Linked DNA regions of Sus scrofa: region 1 is linked to region 2. The links are chromatin contacts, called in public HiChIP or PLAC-seq maps. All regions are on one chromosome and are shown on one strand. Each heading gives the region's core, a stretch centred on a gene start, on an enhancer-like site or on the middle of the called end of the contact. The rest is flanking DNA. Distances are from core to core; before and after follow the strand shown. Region 1 holds the start of DPP9 (dipeptidyl peptidase 9). Region 2 holds the start of TICAM1 (toll like receptor adaptor molecule 1).

What was found. HiChIP or PLAC-seq counts read pairs in DNA pulled down with a chosen protein or histone mark.
Region 1: a contact with region 2 is called in an H3K27ac HiChIP or PLAC-seq map of alveolar macrophages. The contact joins the promoter of DPP9 here to the promoter of TICAM1 in region 2. A contact is called at or near these places in 1 of 47 Hi-C or Micro-C datasets (liver) and 2 of 2 datasets of contacts at active chromatin or transcription factors (alveolar macrophages and skeletal muscle).

What each region holds. Positions count from the first base shown.
Region 1 is chr2:74,131,307-74,135,776 of Sscrofa11.1, reverse strand. It overlaps DPP9 (dipeptidyl peptidase 9), which reads right to left and starts at 1,257. Exons shown (of 22, transcript XM_021084042.1): 1 at 855-1,257. It overlaps TRNAG-UCC (a tRNA gene), which reads left to right and starts at 1,278; the gene lies at 1,278-1,349.
Region 2 is chr2:74,002,734-74,007,074 of Sscrofa11.1, reverse strand. It overlaps TICAM1 (toll like receptor adaptor molecule 1), which reads right to left and starts at 2,509. Exons shown (of 2, transcript NM_001315738.1): 1 at 2,416-2,509.

The sequences.
Region 1 (4,470 bases), core at 8-2,507, 130 kb before region 2:
TGCATGTCCTGAACCATACCCTACATGCATGACCAGCCACTGGGCCCAATTCGCCCAGGATTCAGCAGGGCACTACAGGGATTGGTGACTACAGGGCACCCCTTGGGCTTAAGTCCCAGCTCCTGGAAAGATTTGTTCCTGTGGTCAAGGCAAGTGACTTCCTGGAGTGCGGGCAGGCGGAGATGGGGGCGGTGGAGAGTCAAAGGGAACTAGCTGGATCAAAGGGAACTAGCCGCTTCTGATGGCTTAGCTGCCACATGGATGGGAAAGTGTCAAGACTGGGCTAAGCCTATGTAGGAAAAGGTGGGTGGCTGGAGAGGCCTGGGAGGGAAGCTGAGAGAGGCGGCTGGACCTTGTGAGGATGCGGGTGAGGAGGCCAAGCGTTGGGGAGGGGTGAAAAGGTGGGGGTCAGGACGCAGGTCAGGGAGGTGGCCTCTGCTCTCAGATAGGTAGTATGTGTTTGCATGGGGAGGGGGAGAAGACGGGGCCCTCCACAGCCTGCAGGGAAAGGAAGGTGTTACCAGGTGCGGCACCCCCGGAAGGAGCCAGAGATAGGTGGCCTGGGCAGCAAAGGGATGGGAGAGAAAGTCGGGTCGGGCCGGGCCGGGCCGAGAAGAGGCTGAGAGGTCGCGCGGCAAGCGGAGGGGTCGAGCGGGGAAGATGGGATGAAGAGAGGCGGGGACTGGAGGAACCGCGAGTCTGGTCAATGGCGGGGCCAGAGTGCGCGGACCGGGGCAGAGGGCACCCGGTAGGCGGGTGAATGGAGAGTCCACGGTTGAGGCTCAGGCGGGCCCGGTCAATGGTGGGTTCAGGGTCGCGGCCGGGGCCGGACGGGGCGCGCGGGCGCAGCTCACCAGGGCTCGGGGCCGGTGCAGGGCGGCGGCCGGGCTGGGCAAGGTGTCCCGGGGCCAGCGGCACCTCAAGCTCGGGGCTCCATGCCCGGGACTGCGGCCCCGGAAGTGGCGGGCGCGGGGGACAGCGGAGGCGGCGGACACTGGGGTACCCGGCAGCTCAGGCCCCTTTGACCCGGAAGTCGAGCGGCCCAGGCGGCGGCCTGGGATTGGCCACCGCTCGGCCGGCACCAAAGAGGCCGGAGCACTGGGGGGGGACACGCCAGCATGCCCCCGCATCCAATGGAGTGAAACGTCCCTTGGGTTGCTCCTTCCTGTGCCGGGAGAGCTATTAAAGAGAAAGACACCCCCTCAAGTAACTTGGTATCGCCCAAATAAACGTAATACTTCTACTAAAGAAACCTAAGAAAATTGTGTTCCATCGTTGCGTTGGTGGTATAGTGGTTAGCATAGCTGCCTTCCAAGCAGTTGACCCGGGTTCGATTCCCGGCCAACGCACATGGTTAAGGAGCTTTTCCATTTTTCCCTGCTCTTACGGTCCATTTAAAACTTTCTGTAGTAATATTTGTATTACTTTGCAATAACTTATAAAATCCCATATCTACAAAGATTAGAGAAATAAAAAAAAGAGCATAGAACCTGAATTTCTACTGCAGTTATTTTGAAGCAAATTTTAAAATTCTATAATAAAGAAATGATAAAGGGAATGTTTCCACCCGGGATCAAACAAGGGACCTTTGATGTGTTAGGCGAACGTGATAACCGCTACGCTAAAGAAACCAATATGGGTCATATTTTTTTGGGCTTATTATAGACAACGTTACAGGACCTGTTACATTATACTCCCAATATGAACATTTGGTTCTGTCAGCCCAGGTGATTCTCGTTCTTTCTGAATATCCATCCCTCGGCTTGACGCGGTTGGAAGCTGGAAAAACACAGAATAAAAAAATCTAATAACCCCCATTCCCAACGCTCGCACGCGCGCACACACACACACGCACGCACACACACACGATTAAAACAGTCCAAGACAAAAACTGTTCACAAATCCATCCTGAGGGCAAACAATGTTTCTTTAGTTTGTCTCATGCATAGATTCTTTATTTAAACTCTTACCTGTATACAAATATACAAATATTAACTATGTTGCTTCAGCCCAAACCACTTTCTACGAGAAAGAAAGGTCTTTCTGTAAAAGACCTGTAAAGGACATTAGGTACAACTAATTTGGAAGGGGAAGAAAAAAAAAAAAAAATCTCGACGTAGAAGATGATGAAAATGACTTTTCATCTCATAACCCAAAGTTAACTCAGTTTAGGCCAGTCCGTTTTTTTGTTGGTTTTTTGTTTGTTTGCTTTTTTGTTTTTTTTAAGAGAGATAGGAGGAAGGGAAATGGTAAGAATTTAGGATCAAGCCTAAAAATAATAAATAATGGAGAGGGTGTGGAGAAAAGGGAGCCCTCCTCTACTATTGCTGGGAATGTAAACTGGTGCAGCCACTATAGAGAACAGTATGGGATTTCCTCAAAAAAACTGAAAGTAGAGCTACCATCTTGCAATCTGAAAACATGCATATGGTCATATGTCATGAGAAAATCATAATCTGAAAAGATAAATGCACCCCAATGTTCACAGTAGCACTATGTACAATAGCCAAGACATAGAACCAACCTATTAGACTAATAAGATGTGGGGGAGTTCCTGTTGTGGCTCAGCAGTAGGAACACAAGTATCCATGATAATGCAGGTTTGATCCCTGGCCTTGCTCAGTGGGTTAAGCATCTGGCGGTGCGTGAGCTGCGATGTAGATCACAGATGCGGCTTGGATCTAGCCTTGCTGTGTCTGTGTTGTAGGCCAGCAGCTGCAGCTCCAATTCCATCCCTAGCCTGGAAACTTCCATATGCCATCAATGTGGCCCTAAAAAGCCAAAAAAAAAACAACAAAAAAAAAAGTGGTATACGAGTTCTGGCTGCATGGCAGTCGGTTAAAATCTGACTGCATCAGCATGGTCACTGCGGAGGCTCAGGTTTCATCCCTGGACAGCATAGTGGGTTAAAGGATCCTGCAGTAGGTGGCAGCTGTGGCTCAAATTCAATCCCTGGCCCAGATTCAATGCGGTATGTATAGACAATGGAATATTAGCCATGAAAAGAATGAAATACTGCCATTTGCAGTTTCATGGGTAGACTAGAGATTATCATACTAAGTAAGCCAGATACAGAAAGACAAATGTCATATAATATCTCTTTTATGTGGAATCTAAAAAAATATCTCTTTTATGTGGATCTGGTGTTGCTGTGAGCTGCGTTATAGGTTGCAGACATGGCTCGAGTCCTGTGCATTGCTGTGGCTGTGGTGTAGGCCGGCAGCTATAGCTCCAATTTGACTGCTAGCCTGGGAACCTCCATATGCCGAGGGTGCGGCCCTAAAAAGCAAAAAAGAAAAAAAAAGAATTTAGGGGACTCCCGCATTGTGGCTCAGCACTAATGAAACTGACTAGTGTCCATGAGGATGTGGTTCAATCCCTGGCTCCACCACTCAGTGGGTTAAGGATCTTGTGTTGCCATGAGCTGTTGTGTAGATCAAAGACGAGGCTCGGATCTGCCATTGCTGTGGCTGTGGCATAGGGCAGCAGCTGCAGCTCCAATTCCACCCCAGCCTGGGAACTTCCATATGGCACAGCTGCTGCCCTAAAAAAAAATTAGGATTGGATTGCTGTAAAGTCCGCTTTTTTCCCCTACAGGGTCAGTATTAGGGTGAAGAGAGTGAGACACTGACTTCACCTCAAAAATTAGGGTGGCTCCAAAAAAAACCTTCAATAATCAAAATGAATGATATTTGAACGCACTATTCTAAAATATCAAGCAATCCCAGACCAGGGCAGTGGGTTAAGGATCCAGCAGTAGCTGGTATAGGTTGCACCTGTGGCTGGAATTCTACCCCCTAGCCCAGGAACTTCCATATTCTGCAGGTGCGGCTGTTAAAAAAAAAAAAGAAAAAAAAAATCAGGCTAATGGCAAAAAGCAACCCCATAGCGAACAAAATACTAAAATCTTCAATCAGGACAGGTTTTGACAAGGTCTTACTGAGTCATGTTGGAATCTGAGGCAAAAGCAAAAATGTCCCTATGTGTCCGTTTTTACGTTTTGTTTTTTGGTTTATTTGTGTTTGTCAAGCATTTGTCGTGGGGAAGTTCCCAGGCCAGGGGCAGGGATCAAACCCCATTCCATAGCAGTAACCAGAGCCACAGCACTGACTACCAGTCGGATTCTTTACCGCTGAGCCACACAGGAACACCGCCCTCTATGTATTTTTAATGGCAATCCCCCCCCCCCCCCCCCGCCCAGAACATTGTTGAAAATATTGACACTTAAAAGTAGATATATTAGGAGTTCCCTTCATGGCTCAGTGGTTAACAAGCCCAACTAGGATCCACGAGGATGAGGGTTCGGTCCCTGGCCTTGCTCAGTGGGTTAAGATTCCAGTGTTGCCATGAGCTGTGGTGTATGTTGCCACTGTGGCTCGGATCCAACATGGCTGTGGTTGTGGCAGGAGGCTGGCAGCTGAAGCTCTGATTGGACCCCTAGCCTGGGAACTTTCATATACCGCAAGTGCA
Region 2 (4,341 bases), core at 1,260-3,759:
ACCACTGGCTCTGCTAAGCAATGATGGGAGCCAGACTGGATGGTGGTCTCCAGGAAGGAGATCCAGTGGATGGATGTGTGGATAATTTGGAGACACAGGAGGGGAGCAGGAGGGGGAAAGGATTCCTGGACATTTGAATGTGTGAGATGAGGAGGACATGGGAGCGGCTGGTTTGGGATTGGGGGAAGAAATCAAGAATTGTTTTTGGTTTTTTGCTTTTTTTTTTTTTAGGGTGGCACCTGCAACATATGGAGGTTCCCAAGCTAGGGGTCCAGTAGAAGCTACAGCTGCCCGCCTACACTACAGCCACAGCAACACAGGATCCAAGCCACGTCTGTGACCTACACCACAGCTCACGGCAATGCTGGATCCTTAACCCACTGAGAGAGGCCAGGGATTGAACCCGCAACCTCATGGTTCCTAGTTGGATTCGTTTCCACCGCACCACGATGGGAACTCCAAGAATCGTTTTTGACAGGAGTCACTTGATCAAGTCCTCCCTGCAGACCCCCATCCCTCCCACTGCCCCCCTCACTTCCTCTGATCCAGCCACACTGTTCCTTCAACACACCAGGCATAAGCCTGCCTCAGGACCTTTGCACTGGTTGTTCCCAAAGCCTAGAGTACCTCTCCCCAGATACCCACACTGCGGGCTCCCTCGCCTCCTTCAGGTCTGCCTGAAGGATGTCACCTCCTCACCAAGGTCAACCGTGGACACCCTGCTTAAAACTGAAGCCCATCCCCCACACTCCTTGCTTTATTTCTCTCCTTTCAAATTCCAGCCACCTGACACTATGGATTTATCCTATCAACTCTGTTGACTGTGCACTGCCTCCTACCAGAGTGAGCACCACTAAAACAGGGACGTTCATCTGTCTTGTTCCCAGCTGTATCTCCAGGGACAGGCACACAGTAGGTATACTTACATAAATAGATACGTATACCTTATAAATACTTATTGGCTGAATAAATGAATAAGTGGATGGAATAGTATCCGGCACACAGTAGGCACCTAATAAATGTTTCCTGTTTGACTCCTCCCTCCCCAAGAAGATAGTCTAATCTGCTCCCACCAGGACTGGCATATAGCAGGGACAAAATTCACTCCTTTTGGCTAAAAAAGAAATGTTCCAATGAGACCCGGAAGCCAAAACATAGCCAGACTGTCTCTGAAAAACATCAGGAGACTGAAGGGCATTTATTCAATAAATGTTTGCTGAGCACCTACCATGTGCTGGGCACTGTGCAAAGGAGGGGCAAGGCTGTGAGCTAAGATTATTTTGACTGCCTGTTTACCAGTGGGAAAGGGAGGCACAGAGAGGTAAAGTGATTTCGCCTGGGATCACACAGGTAGAAAGTAAAGCAGCAGGAATTTCAACCAGGCAGCCTGGCTGTGGGGCCCCTGCCTTTACTCACTAAGCACCTACTATGTGCAGTCTCCTTCCTAAGCCTGGATCTGAGGAATCCTCAAGCCTGGCCAATGGAGATGGCACCAGATATCTGCCCTCTGCATTTGGCACACACCCCTGTGACAGGCCACGCTTTTTACCCCATGTGGCTCCATGAGGACACTATTTGGCCCCTACTGTGTGCCCAGCATACTGAACAGTGTCTCCCCCACACAGCAGGTGCTCCATAAACGTTCTTTGAAGAAAGAATGAACGTCCCTTATTTGGAAGACACAGAGGCCCAGGAAGGTTCGAGAGCCTGTAGCACCCACCAACCCCTCCCCCCCAACTCTGGCACCTAGACACCAGGCTTCCAGCTTTCCTGGGTCACACTGGGGTGCCCCCTCCCCCAGACCCCTGTCTCAGCCACAAGGAGAGGGAAGGAACGCAGGTGCCAGGAAGAAGGCCTGGGGCCACCGGGCTCCGAGTGGTGCCAGAAACCAGTCCTGGATAGTCTGTCTCCTGGGCAGGTACCGACCAACCCAACCCCGTACCCCGCGGGAAAAGATGGGGAGTAGGGGGTGCTGAAGATTCCAGATGGGACACTTCGGACCGAGGCAGCGCGCTCCCGCAGGGGGAGCCCCCCCCCAACCAAGGCCCCGGAGGGGCTGGGGGAGGGGCGGGGGGCGGCGATCGCGGGCGAGAGGAACAGGGGCTGGAACAGACAGAGCGCCCAGCTCGGGGAAGAAATCAGAAATGTGGAGAAGGAATGGGGTGTTGGAGGGGAAGACCTGAGTGTTGGGGGAGGATTCGGGGTGACGGGTAAGAGCTGGGGGTCTGGGGAGGACTTAGGTCAGGGAAGGGAACTGGAGTATTGAGGGGAGCACTGAACACGCGGAGGGAGGCCGGCAGAAGTTCCAAGTGGGGGCAGCTGGCCTCGAACGCCGGCGAGGGGCACCGGGCCCCCTGTTGGCCTGCGGGGGTCCCCCGCCCCTCCCCGGCCGGCCCTCACCCCTTTCTCACCTACCAGGGAACCATGGAGACGGCCGCCGCGCTGCTGGAGTCCTCGGGGCTGGGGCTGGTGGCCTGACGGCCCGACGGCCCGACGCCCCGACCGCGGTGCGGGCAGCAGCCGAGGGCGCGCCGGAGGTTGGAGGCGCGCGGTCTCCGCCTGCAGCCTCCGCCTGCCCCTTCCGCGTCCGGGGAGGAGAGAGGAAGGAGGTGAGATCACGCTTTCCCAGCGGGACCGGGAAAGTCCCCGAGACACCCCAAATGACACCCTCTCTCCCTCTGCCCGCTGCCACGTTGGGCGCTGGGGACCACAACAGGGGCCCAGAGGGACAAAAGCCCTGCCCTCGGGGTCGCACAGTCTAGCAAGAAAGAACCACAATTTAAAAATTAGTTCATCTCAATTAGTAGTTAATGTTTACCAGGAAATCGAACAGAGGGGATGGGATAATTGGGGTGTGGAGGGGTGCAGGAATCATGGCCTTCCCGGAAGGGTTTGGGGACGCCCATGTCGTTGGAAGAGGGGCAGCAAGATGGCATATCTGGTTTGTTGTTGTTTGGGCCTAACCTTTGCAAGTGGAAGTTCCAGGGTCAGGGATCGAACCTGGAACCTGAGCCACAGCTGGAGCCACAGCAGTGGCAATGCAAGACCCTCAACCCAATGAGCCACCAGGGAACTCCAAGATGCATGATGGCATATCTTTTTTTTTTTTTTTTTTTTGGTCTTTTTGTCTTTTTTAGGGCCGCACCCACGGCACATGGAAGTTCCCAGGCTAGGGGTCCCTTTGGAGCCACAGCTGCCGGCCTACACCACAGCAACACAGGATCTGAGCTGCATCTGCGACCTACACCACAGCTCACAGCAATGCCAGATCCCTAACCCACTGAGCAAGGCCAGGGATCGAACCCACAACCTCACGTTTCCTAGTCAGATTTGCTTCCGCTGTGCCACAACCGGAACTCCCAAGATGGCATATCCTGAAGCTGCAAACAACCACTCCTAAAATTCACAGGAGGAGTTCCTGCTGTGGCACAATGGGATCTGGCTCAACGGGATCTGCCCTGTCTTGGGAGCACTGGCACCTGGGTTTGATCCTGGCCCACCATAGTGGGGTAAGGATCTCATGTTGCCGCACCTGCAACTTAGGTTACAACTGTGGCTTGAATCTGATCCCTGGCCTGGGAACTCCATATGGCTCAAGGCAGCATATGGAAAACAATGGAGAAAAAAAATTCACAGGAGTCTCAACCTTTTGGGGGTCCTGGACCCAGCGCTTGCAAATACATTCAGCATAATTAAGCCACAGTGCACCGAGTCCAGCATACTTTTAGGGGCCTGAAAAAAGAATTTTTTTTCATTTCTTTTAAAATCAGAAGAAAAAATGAATATAAGCCAACTTGGATTATATATGTCTTTATACCAACGCAGTTGTAAAATGTAATTTAATATTTTTAAATGCAGGAAGGGGCCCACAAAAGACATAAGTAATGTCTTTGGGCCCCTTTGTCATCTGGAACCTCTAGTCAAAATACTATTTGTAATGGAAAACAAATTTATGGTTACAAAGGGGAAAGGGGGTGGGGGGATAAATTAGGAGTTTGGGTTTAATAGATACACACTATTATACATAAAATTTTTAAAAATGGAATAAACAACAAGAGCCTACTGTAGAGCACAGGGAACTATATTCAATATCTTGTAATAAACTGTAATGGAAAAGAACCTGAAAAAATATGTATGGGTGTATAACTGAATCACTTTGCTGTACCCCTGAAACTAACACAACATTGTGAATCAACTATACTTCACTTTTTAAAAAAAATACCATTTGGTAGATGCATAAAACCCAGTACAAGAAGTTACAAGAAAGGCCACTGTGTTGAAATACAGTTATTAAAGTGTTTTAAAAAACTGCTTAGCAATCCATCCTTGGATGAATGGGTA